2 separate regions of the Mus musculus genome follow, and region 1 is linked to region 2. A link is a contact called in public HiChIP or PLAC-seq data. All regions are on one chromosome and are shown on one strand. The core of a region is the stretch at or near the end of the contact, and the rest is flanking DNA. Distances in the headings are between cores, read along the strand shown.

Region 1 (5,949 bases), core at 191-2,690, 490 kb before region 2:
CAACAATTTAATTAGATGTAAGCCAAACCTAGTTCTGGAAGGTTCATTTGGTAACAAGAGATAGCCAGTTGGGGCTCTGTCTCCCCTGTTATTTGGTGATTTTAGCTAGATCTCCTAACATACATAAAATGTATTTCAGGGAGCTTCCACTGTAGTAGATTACAATAACCACCCATAAGATGGCCCCTTCAATTTGGCTGTCTCTCCCTGTATTCTCTTCACCTTCCTGCTTGATCTTCCCATTCCAGTCCCTACCCACCACATCAGTTCCTAACTATTTAGCCTATTTCTCTTTCCTAGAAAGATCACCCCCAGTAGAACATCTGCAGTTCTGTAGGTTATAACTTGGTCATCAAAAACTTAGCAGCAAATATCCACATATAAATGAATCCATACCATAGTTTTGTTTCTGGATCACTAAAGGGCATTTTTTTCTAGTTCCATCCATATTTATCTGCAAATTTCATGATTTTTTTTAGCAACTGAACAATATGTCATTTGTAAATGTACCACATTTTCTTTATCCATTCATCTATTGAGGGGGACATCTAGGTTACTTCCAATTTCTGGCTGTTATGACTAGAACAACACAATGAACATGGTTGAGCAAGTGTCTCTGTGGGAGGACGAGGCATCTTATCCTTTGGGTATATGTCTGAGAGTAGTAGAGCCAGGTCTTGAGGTAGAGCAATTCCCATCCTCTTGAGGAACCACTACACTGATTTCCATAGTGGCTGTACAAGTTTGCACACTCACCAGCAATGGACAAGTGTTCCCTTCATTCCACATCCTTGCCAGCACGAGCTATTGAATTTGGCCATTCTGACAATTATAAGATAAAATTTAGATTTGCCTTTCCCTGATAACTAAGAGTGTTTAGCCAGGCAGTGGTAGCACACATCTTTAGACCCAGCAGAAGCAGGAGGATCTCTTAGTTCAAGGCCAGCCTGGTCCACATAATGAATTCAAGGACAGCCATAGTTACACAGAGAAAGCCTGTCTCAAAAAACAAAAAACAAAAAAAACAAAACAAAACAAAACGAGAGAGAGACAGAGAGAAGAAAAGGAATGTTAAACATTGTTAAGTGTTTACTCAGCCATTTGAGGTTTCTCTTCTGAGAATTCTCTACTTAGATCTGTACCCCATTTTAAAAATTGGGTTATTTGATTTCTTGGTATGCAGGGTTTTTTGTTTGTTTGTTTGCTTAGTTTTTCTTAGTTCTTTATAAATTTTCAATATTAGCCCTCTGTCAGATGTGTAGTTGGAGGGGTGGGGGGATTTCTCCCATTCTGTAGGTGCCTGCTTGGTGTTCTTTGCCTTACAGAAGCGTTTCAGTGTCATGAGATCCTACTTACAAGTTGTTGACCATAGTGCCTGTGCTAATCGCGTTCTTTTCTTGTGCTAATGAGTTCAAGGCTGTTTCCTGTTGTGGAAGGGCCTGGTGCTATTTGTATGTTGATGCTAAACCACTCTCCTGGGAGGGACAAAGAGTGAGTCATACTCAGGTGACTTCGTGTGAACCAATCCACTAATGAATAAAGGAGCCAATCACTGGGCAAGTAGGAGGGACTTCCAGGTTGGACAGAGGAAGAGAGGAAGCAGGAGAGAGTTAGGATCTTTTGGGGAAGAGATAGCATGAGGACAAGATGTAGCTACGAGTGTCTCCTGGTTTCAATGATGGATCCATCAGGATTTGCCACCAGAGGATCTAGACTTAATAAGGCTTACAAGATTAGGATTTTAGTTGCTGCACTCAGCAATTGAGTTACCTGTCATTTCTGAACTAAGTTTGTGCTGCTTTTTCCTTCATGGGGCGGCTAGTCCAAGTTTAGGAGAGAAAGGCAAAAGCATGGGTTTGCCTGAGGTGCACCACAAAGGCCATGGGGGATTTGAAGCAGAGTTGGGGTGGTAGTAACCCACCAGTGGGAACCTAGCAAGCTGGGTGGAGAGATTGTGGAGTTCTGAGTCAGATAAAAACAGGTCGAACATTGCCTTCCAGTGCATGACCAGCTGGGCCACCGGGGCAGAGAGTTGCCAGAACAAGCACAGGAACATGCCAAATCTTTTTAATATTCCCTGCAACAGTTTTCCACTCTCTCTTCTATCAGGCTCAGTGCATCTAATTTTATGTTGAGGTCTTTGATTCATTTGGAGTTGAGTTTTGTGCAAGGTGGTCTGTGTGGATCCATTCAGCTTGAAGATGCTGTCTTTTCTCCCAAGTGTGTATTCCTGGTCTCTTCATCAAAAATCAAGGGCTTGCTTATAGGTGTGGGGATTTATGTCTGGGTCTTCAATTAGATCCAATTGATGAACATGTCTGTTTCTGTGCAATAACACTGTTTTTACTACTATAGCTCTGTAGTCCAATTTGAGGTTGGAAATGGTGATACCTCCAGCAGTTCTTTTACTACTCAACATTATTTTAGTTATGCTTGGTATTTTTGTGTTTCTGTATGAAGCTGAGAATTGTCCTTTAACGGTCTCGTGAAGAATTGTGTTGGAATTTTGTGTTGAATCTCTAGATTGCTTTTGGTAGGATGGCCATTTTTACTGTGTTATCCCTACTGATCCATGAACATGGGAGATCTTTTCATCTTCAGTTTCTTTCTTCAACATCTTAAAGTTTTTATCGTTCATGTCATTCACTTGCTTGGTTAGAGTTACCTCAAGATATTTTATATATTATTTGAGGCTATGATGAAAAGTGTCATTCCCCTGACTTCTTTCTTGATCTGTTATTTGTATATAGGAAGGCTACTGTTTTATGAGTTAACTTTGTATCCAGCTACTTTGCTGAAAGTTTTTATCAGCTGTAGAAGTTTCCTAATAGAAATTTGGGGGGGGGTCACTTCTATATACTATTATGCCATCTGCAAATAAATACACTTTGATTACTTTGACTTCCCCCTTTCCAGTTTGTATCCCCTTGATCTCCTCAGCTGTCTTATTGCTACAACATTAAGTTCCATACTGAATAGGTATACATAGAGTACACAACATTGTCTTCCTCCTGATTTTAGAGGAAATGGATTGAATTTCCGTTTAGGTGATATTGGCTGTGGGCTCAATGTATATCACCTTTATTATGTTGAGGTGTGTCCCTTGTATCTCTAATCTCTCCAGAACTTTTATCATGAAAGGGTGTTGGATTTTGTCATAAGCCTTTTCTGCATCTAAGGAGATGATCGTGTGGTTTTTGTTTTTCAGTTTATTTATATGGTGGATTGCTGATTTGTGGATTTACAAATGTTGAATCATCCCTGGATCTCTGGAACGAAGTCTATTTGATCATGTTGGATGATCTTTTTAATGTGCTCTTGTTGGTTTGCTAATATTTTCTTGAGAATTTTTGCATCTATGTTCATAAGGAAGATTGGTCTTTAATTCTCTTTTTCTTGGGTCCTTATGTGATTTTGGGTATCAGGGTAACTGTGGCATCATAAAATAAATTGAGCAATGTTCTTTCTGTTTCTATTTAGTGGACTAGTTTGAGGAGTATTTCTTTGGTAGATTTTTAATTACTGCTTCTATTTCACTAGGGGCTATAGGTCTGTTTAAGTTGGTTGGTCTTGATTTGATTTTGGTAGGTGGTAAATAACAAGAAAAATTATCCATTTCTTTCAGATTTTCCAATTTGGTAGAGTACAGGATTTCAAAGTATATTCTTAAGATTCTCTGGCTTTCCTTGGTGTCTGTTGTTATGTTCCCTTTCATCTCTAAGGTTAGGTGGAGCTTTCCTCCCTGTCTTTTGGTTAATTTGGCTGAGGCTGTCAATTGTATTGATTTTTTCCCAAAGAACCATTTCTTTGTTTCATTGATTTTTTGGGGGGGATTGTTTTGTTGTTATCGTCATTTCTATTTACTTTGCCCTGTTTGATTATTTTTTGTCATCTACTCTCTTGGGGTATGGTTTCTTCTTTTTCTTCTAGAGCTTTCAGATGTGCTATTAAGTCATTAGTATGAGCTCTCTCTCCAGTTTTTTTTTATGTAGTCACTTAGTGATATGAACGTGCCTTTTGAAACAGCCTTCATGGTTCTCACTGGGCACTTTGCCTTTTTGTTTTCGTGCAACTCTAGAAAGTCATTTATTTCTGCCTTAATTTCTGTCTCAACCCACTTTTCATTCAATTGTGATTTGTTCAGCTTTTTGGGTTTGCAAGCTTTTGGTTGTTTTTACTGTTATTCTGTGGTGTGCAGATAGGATGCAGGGTGTTATTTCAACTTTCTTGTACCTGTTCAGGCTGGCTGTGTGTTGAGACTGTGATCAACTTTGGAGAAGGTTCCATGAGTTACTGGAAAAAAAATGTATTATTTTGTGATTGAGTGAAATGTTCTGTAAATATTGTCCAGTGCATTTGCTTTCTAAAACTTCAGTCAGTTCCAACATTTCTGTTTAGTTGTTTGTCTGGATTACCTGCCTGTTGGTGAGAGTGGGGCATTGAAGTCTCCTACTTCAGTGTCTTCTTTATGAACTGAAGATGCCGCTGTGTGTGGTGTAGAAATGTCAAGACTTAATATCCTTTTGATGATGCTATCCTTTGATGAGTATGTAGTATCTTTCCCTATTTCTTGTGATCAGTTTTGAAGACTGTTTTGTCAAATATTAAAATAGCTATACCAGCTTGCTTCTTAGGTCTATTTGCTTGCAAAATATTTTTCACCCAAAATTTACCCTGAGGTGATACTATCTTTGATGTTAAGGTGTGTTTTTTTGAATGCAGCAGAAAGATGGATCCTGTTTTTGCATCCATTCTGTTAGTCTGTGTCTTTTCATTGGGGAATTAAGGCCATTGATGTTTAGAGTCATCAATGAGTAGTGTTTGATGGTTCCTGTTACTTTGTTGTGTGGTTTTCTTTTTCCCTCTCTTGATTTGCTGGTCTGGGAATATTTCTTTCTTGTGGAGTTTTTTGGTATGGTTAACCTCTTAAGGTTGAAGTTTTCTTTCTCTTGACTTCTGTAGGACTGGATTTGTAGATAGAAACTCTTAAATTAAGATCATAGAATGTCTTTTTCCCCCCTCTATATATTGTGATGGAAAGTTTTGTTGGGTATAGTAGTCTGAGCTGGCATTTGTATTTTTTAGAGTTTGTAGAACATCTTTCCAGGCCCTTTTGTCTTTTAGAGTCTCCATTGAGAAGCCAGGTGTTATCTAATAGATCTACTTTTATATATTACATGATATTTTCCCTTTGATGCTTTTAATATTCCTTATTTGTTCGGTATGTTTAGTATTTTAATTATTATGTACCAGGAGAATTTCTTTCCTTGTCCAGTCTATTTTGTAATCCGTATGATTCTTATACCTTGAAGGCACGTCCTTCTTTAGGTTAGGAATTTTTGTTCTATAATTTTGTTAAAAATATTTTTGTGCCTTTGACCTGATTTTTTTGTTTTATTTTGTTGTATTTTCCTCCTTTATCTGTTCTTACTATTTCTAGATTTGGTCTTTCATGGTATCCAAGAGTTCCTGGATGTTCTTTGCCTAAAGTTTTTTAGATTTAACATTTTCTTTCACTGAAAATGTTCTTCTACCTTGTTTTCAGTGTCTGAGAGTCTCTCTTCCATTCTTATATTCTGTTATTGTAGCCTCTGAGGTTCCTATTCAAGTTCCTAAATTTTCCATTTCCAGATTTCCCTCAGGTTTTTTTTTTTTTGAGAATATGGAACTCCTAATGATAACAGCTAACATAACAGTCATAGAATACTCCTGTGGTATATGCTGCTTTAATCTGTACATGAACTCTTCAGCAGATATTGCTGCTATTTTATAAATTAATTGAGGCGTGGAGAACACCAATGGAATTTCACCCAAGTAAAGGAAGATAGAGCCTGGGTCAAACAGGGCAGTTCCCTGTTGGCATCTATACTATTAAATACCCACAGTACATTTCTTAACAAGTAAACCAAAACCAGCTGCTCTGATTACAATATCTGGATTTGCAGTTTT
Region 2 (6,454 bases), core at 150-2,649:
GGGGACAGAGACGGTCTCCTCCTGCTCATGCGTTCTGATCTGTTGTTGGCAGAAACTAATTGATTGAAAAACAAAGCCAAAAAATTAAGAAGCATCTCAAGAGCCAAGTGTGGTGGGACGGGCCTTTCATCCCAGCACTTGGGAGGCTGATGCAGGAGGGTCCTGAGTTCAAGGTCAGCCTGCATTGTAAGAATTTGTCTCAAAAAACCCAAAACGACAAAAAAGGGTATCTCAGAATGTAGCCTTTTTCCTTTTTAGACACACAGAACTGACATCTACGTAAAACACAACAGCCGCCCATACCTTTCATAGGCCTCAGTCCAGTTATAGATGGCTCTTGTGCGTTCAATCCACTCCTCTGGGTTGAATACAATCTTTGAAGGCACCAATTTGTCACAAGATCCCCATGGCCAAAGTGAATAGTCCTTTTTCCAGGTTGGGTCGCCTTCATGAATTCCTATGCAAACAAATGTTTCTTTTCTACCCAAAACAGAAGAGCATACAGTTCTAAATGTTATATTCCTTTAGTTCACAAAAGGTCATTTTGGAGTTCATAAGCCTGAGTTATTTATACACCATTTGTGAATATGTTGGTTTATTTAAATCTTTCTTAAATATAGCACATGAAATTTATTTACTGTAAAAACAAAACAAAACACTACAGGAAGGAGCAAACTGGAACCAATGAGAACCGTCTTCCTGCCCTCACCAGGAACGGGTGTGTCACATACAAACAAATGCTTTCTTTGATATCCCTTCTTATTTTACAGGTAGAGTTATAGGTCCTGGTCGGCCGCAGCCACTGTACTCCTGGTTTCTTGTCATTTCTGTGTGTATTATTTGCATTTGTAAGTCTCCCCGAGAAGCCTGGAAGCGTCCTGAGGATAGGCCCCCCCGCCCGCATTAACTCTGAATGCCACACAGCACGAGGTTAACACATAATAAATACTGGCTGGAATTAAATTAATCAGATTTGAATAACTGTTAGGAACCTGAGAGCCTACGGAAAGTTAGAAACAGAAATGGCTTAAACAATAGCTTTCTTCCAATCTGTGGTTGTTAAGTAGAAAGAAAAGAGAAAAGGGACCACCTCATTGGGAGACCGATTTGAAAGTTAAAGGCTTGGGTAACTTTGAAAGGAGACAATGGGAGTGGAGATCTTACATTTTCCCCTTATCCCTTTCTGCCTCTATGATTTAGAGAAGTTATTTAACTTGCTGTCTTCTCATCTGCCTAGTGTTCTCGGGCTGCTGAAAGCTACACGGGCATCAGGCATGCAGCTCTCCCTCCAGAGGGACAGGTCACTCTGGGAAAGACAGTTACAGCCTCACTCGGCTAGGCTCTGGGAGGAAGCCAGCAGCAGCCAGCTGAGGACCCGGATGAGAAGACCCAGGAAAGAACCCAGATCCAAATCAGCAGGGCTCCATCCTCCCTCCCTTTCCACACTGAAGCTAGCGGGATGGCCAAAGGCAGCTCCCAGTTTTCAAGCCCAAGGAGTAAGAAAGGGGTCCGGGGCGGAAGACTGGGGATGGGGGTTCCTTGTCCTAGGCATGGGAGCAATTACGTGGAAGCTGTGGGGTTAGCAGCGGTGTGGTGATGGTAGTGTGGCTGGTTAGGGACCCCAAACCCTGAGTTCCAGGGGCAGTATGAGTTCAGCCTGATGCCTGATATAGACAAGAGTCTCAGGGAGAAAGGATGCGCCTGCGCGGGGCAGAAGATGAAAGCTTTCTGGCCCAAAGTACGAAGGAAGTACGCCCTATGGAACTGGAAAAATACTGGGGCGACTGAGCTACGAGTTCACTGTGCCATGGAGTTCTGGCTCCATGTGGGGTTTACACAATTGGTCAAAGAGCAAACTATACTCCTTAGGACTTGGACAGACTCTGGATAATGATGAAAACGGATCAGGCAGGGATGTGGGGTCAAAAGTAAGCCAAAAAAAAAAATGACCTTGGTTTTACTGGCCAAAGGAAAAAACGGACCAAAAATGTTTAAGGGTACTGGTGTGTGCTCTGGTTTATTCTAATCTTTCTCCTTTTGTATTGCAATCTAATGAGCACAGAGTCCAGGAAGCTATGAGGGGGATCAGACCCTTTAGGTGTGTCCTGAACTCCAGCTCAGTCACCAGGATGGAGAGGTACCGTGAACACCTTGTGGGTGGGAGAACTGGACTGACCCGGCCACCCCACACAGTGCCTCTATCTAATAAAAATATATCAATCCCTAGAGCAGGACCCTCAGGGCAGCCCTTGCCTGGGTCTTGCTTACACACACCTCCGCTTCCTTCCTCTCTCTCGAGCTCTTACCTATAACAAAACTCAACCTCTCCATTATCTGTGAATTTTATCCTGTGAGTCTATGAGACCAGAGACCCAGAAGCCACTGGACTGGGTGGCTATGGTGGCTGTGGACAGTCTGTGAACTGTCTGGTCCCTGTGGTTTTATCATACTCAAGGACTCTTGCTCCACCCCACCCCCAGCACACACGGAGGGTCAAGAGTCACCATGAGCACTCTATACCCAGCCTTGCCTCCAGCCCTCTTTTTACTATGGGACAAGGTTAAAGCTACTCCTGCTGGCTTTAAACTCTCTCTGTAGCCTAGACTGGTACTGAACCCATGATCTTCCTGCCTCAGCGTCCTCCTGGGATGGCAGGCTTTCAGGACCAATCAGTCAACAGTCTGAATGGTTTTCAGGCTACCACCACACTGAGTGAAGCACGAGGGACTCTAGGTTACGCCCTGACACCCTGGAAACCGTGGATTCTCCACAGTGAGGAGCGGAGCACTGGTAGCCGAAGTGGGGCTGTGAACACAGCAGCTGCTGTACAAGAGCAGCACAAGAACATTTGCACTGGACCATCCTGCATCCTCACTGTGGGATGCCATGCACAGTGTACACATGTCAGGGCTGGACCATCCTGTATCCTCACTGTGGGATGCCATGCACAGTGTACACATGTCAGGGCTGGACCATCCTGTATCCTCACTGTGGGATGCCACGCACAGTGTACACATGTCAGGTCTCGTAGAAATCTGTGTCCATTAAAAGTCTATTTTAATGAATGCTTTTTAAAAAACAGTAATCAATAAATAAGCTTCCTTCCTTAAAAGTATGTGCCGAGGAAGACATCACACGGTGGCCTAGCAAGTGCCCTTAAGCCGTTCATGTCTTCAGAACCCATCATTTCTTGTCTGAGTGAGATGTTTATATTCTAATTACTATTAGCATAGTTTTTTTTAAATATTTATTTTTACTTTATGTGTTTTGCCTGCATGTATGGCTGAAGGTGCCAGCTCCCCTAGAATTGGAGCTACAGACAGTTATGAGCTGCCATGTGGGTGCTGGGAAATTGAACCAGGTCTTCTGCAAGGGCAGCCAGTGCTCTTAACCACCGAGCCATCCTTCCAGTCGAACATATTTTACTAACAGTGTTCTAACACACTAGTACTCTTTACCCCGATGATTTAAAATTCTACCTCCTCCATAAAGACTAGATACAACAGGCTCATAATTTTAGCATAGTAAAAAGTCAGAAAGTATATCAAGTAACACAGTACTATAGGGCTTGTATCTCTACTACACTTTTATGAAACATTTTGAATGTTTGATGGTTCCAGCCATATTTCCCCAGTATGAACCATTCCCAGAATGAACACACACTACATTTTAAATGTTAAAAACATTAAAATCAGGTAACAGCAGGCAATACTGTTCCTGGGACCTCTGTTAGTCAAAAATATTTAAAAATGCTGTGGCCCAGAATGATGATCTTCATAATAGCAAAAATATAGAAACGATTTTAAAAACATAAAAAATGGTTAATTATCCATTTTACAGAAGCCTCAAGGCTACAAAATGATGCATTTTACTGATTACATAGAAAAGTTTATGACATGAGGTAGAAGTGCAATTATATTCTCTGTCACCTGGACATGTGTACGTAAATAAGTGACTTATGCTAAGGACAATGAAACTTCAAAGCCAGGTGATCAAATGACAGGAGCAGTGTCCTTGACTGACAGCATTTCCAGGGAGATGAAATATTTCTATAAGATTGTTCTTGGAACCCTTTTTCCTTTCCTTTCCTTTCCTTTCCTTTCCTTTCCTTTCCTTTCCTTTCCTTTCCTTTCCTTTCCTTTCCTTTCCTTTCCTTTCCTTTCCTTTCCTTTCCTTTCCTTTCCTTTCCTTTCCTTTCCTTTCCTTTCCTTTCCTTTCTTTGTATATTGTGTGTGTGTGTTCCTATGTGTAAGGGTGCCCATGGGCCAGAAGAGGGTGTTGAATTCCTTGGATCCAGAACCAGAAGAGGACATTGTAAACTGGGAATGGGGAGCTGAACTCAGGTCCTCTGGAAGAGCAGCAAACACTCTTAACCACTGAGCCATCTCTCCAGCTCCAACTCATTTTGTCACAAATGCTGAAGGAACACCCACAGGCAAAACTAATGGTCCTTGTCTGTGTTCCTAGAATGCCTAGCTGATGTAGTCAAATAATGTATTCAGTAGGCACACGTGGCATGCTTCACATTGGCTAGTGGCTGGGTCCATTTACATCACTGTATACAGTAGATCACTGTATACAGCCAGCTACTAGACATAGTCCACTTGGATTTGAAACTGAGCCTCACTTATCTTTTTATTGCCAGGCCTAACTCGAACTATAACAGAGCAGATATCTGAAATTATCTTAAAGCTAAATTAAATAAAATTCACAAAAGCGTCAGTCTGGGCCTGCTAACGGCTCATTAGCTCTCACTTTCGGGTGTAGTGATCCGGTGCTGCTGTGATGGCACTTTTGGGTCTTCTCCCTCTCTATCACTCTGTGAGCCACTGAGAACTGGCTCAGCAGCATACTGAAAACTGCATTACTCTGTCTCTACCAAGAGATAACGTGACAATGGCATTTATAAAAATGTTCTCAAGTCCTCTTCACAAGACAACAAACAAACAAAAGAACATAAAATAAATACTTCATTTTCAAGCCCTGGCCAGTCCCAAGCATCTCAGACAGAAGCAATCGATGCTCAGGTCTCAGCACATTCCTGACCTCACCTCCAAATCATTTTATGTTCTCAAGTACAGAATTCACGCTTCCTCAATTTTATCCTCAGCTCGCATAAACTGGAGGTGTTTTTCTTATTTATAAAAATGTTTTATCCTTTATAAAAATGCTTAAGCTATTGTTATATAGTGATTATTCCTGGAAAAAAAATGCTTTACGCTTAAAAGGGGCCACCGTGCCGATCAGGAGGAACCTGTAATTGCTTGCAATTCACCTACAATGATCTCAAGTAGACAGGCACATCTCCAACTTCTCAGAATTGTGCTAAGATCTTATTTGCTGTTCTTGCTAATCTGTCTTTATTTTTCTTTTACCCAGAACAATACCATTTATTTCTGCCTGGCCTCATTTATGCACAGATATTCAATTTAATTACAAAGATAATCTCACTGGTGGCAGGGAAATAGGTAGAAAATTGGTCTTGTGGATGAGGCACACAGCTGCTTCAGAAACAATTTTAGCAAAGCTTCAGAGTTGAGAAAAGCTATTATATGAACAGAATGCTTACTGCTTATTCATTTCAAGAAAGTGATAGAGGTTGAATGTGACCATCCCACTGGGTAACACTCCTTCCACAGGGTTCCACCGGTCCCCAGGAAAGTGCACTCCTGGCAAATGCCTCGCCATCTTGGGTAAGTACCACTCATAGGTCATCATCTGTCGGAGAGATCACACAGGGAGCCACACCTCAGCGCATGCTGCAAAGACTCGGGTTCACCAGCAGCCACGGGAAGGTTCTAAAATGTGGATACACTTGTTAAAAGCTTGGGATGAGATAAATACCCATTCGGGCAACCTGGGGAGTATGGCAAACTGAGGAGTATGGCAGCTTCATGTCTTAGGAGATGACCACTACCAACGACCGTCATCAGAACCTCTCCACGGACTTGCCAACTCCCAGATGGTGGTCCCCAGTCTTAGACCTAGAGAGCTGAACTTGATCTTCAGAACCAGTGCAGACACAGCCCTCAGAAGCCCTCCCGTGTCTCTGCCCCTGTACCTGTCTCTGGTATACTTCTAGGCCTACTCCTCACTAGCCTGAGCCCCCAGGGGAAGAGACGGTATCCTGTTATCTCTGCACCTAGCACACTGTGTAGCACACAACAGTGCTCCACTTGTTTTAGTTGTGGTTGAGATGTCTTCGATGGATAGACAAAGTACACAAGTGTGTCACTACTACACTCTTGTCTGGTGCTGGTCACTTACAATGGATAAGACACATAACTCTGTCCTTCAGAAGCTCAATCCTAATTAAACCTAGGCCTCAAAGCTGAAAACCTTTTTGGCTATATAACCTGAATTTATTAGTAGTCCCCAATTAACCACACACCCTTATACATCTTTTGTTTTTATTTTTGAGACAGGGTCTTGTTATGTAGCATAGGCTAGCCAT

The links. HiChIP or PLAC-seq counts read pairs in DNA pulled down with a chosen protein or histone mark.
Region 1: an H3K27ac HiChIP or PLAC-seq map of embryonic stem cells shows a contact between it and region 2, with 9 times the contacts expected there. The contact joins two enhancer-like sites. A contact is called at or near these places in 10 of 39 promoter capture datasets (the HPC-7 cell line, cranial neural crest, frontonasal cranial neural crest and 7 more), 1 of 15 datasets of contacts at CTCF or cohesin (stem cell-derived epiblast-like cells), 15 of 484 Hi-C or Micro-C datasets (the BV-2 cell line, LSK cells, Th1 cells and 7 more), 16 of 115 datasets of contacts at active chromatin or transcription factors (cardiomyocytes, embryonic basal ganglia, embryonic fibroblasts and 6 more) and 1 of 9 other capture datasets (embryonic stem cells).

Annotation. Positions count from the first base shown.
Region 1 is chr14:48,994,467-49,000,415 of GRCm38.p6, reverse strand. No RefSeq gene overlaps it. Among named protein-coding and RNA genes, the nearest start is that of Gm23470, 4.4 kb to the left of the region's middle. Within about 2 kb of position 1,440, at least 19 of the 459 cell types and tissues checked have an H3K27ac peak or open chromatin away from gene starts, as enhancers often do. A contact at or near this core is called in embryonic stem cells and epiblast stem cells, where this site is marked.
Region 2 is chr14:48,499,271-48,505,724 of GRCm38.p6, reverse strand. Tmem260 (transmembrane protein 260) reads right to left here. Exons shown (of 16, transcript NM_172600.4): 12 at 5,570-5,718; 13 at 304-480. Among named protein-coding and RNA genes, the nearest start is that of Tmem260, 56 kb to the right of the region's middle. Within about 2 kb of position 1,399, at least 12 of the 459 cell types and tissues checked have an H3K27ac peak or open chromatin away from gene starts, as enhancers often do. A contact at or near this core is called in embryonic stem cells and epiblast stem cells, where this site is marked.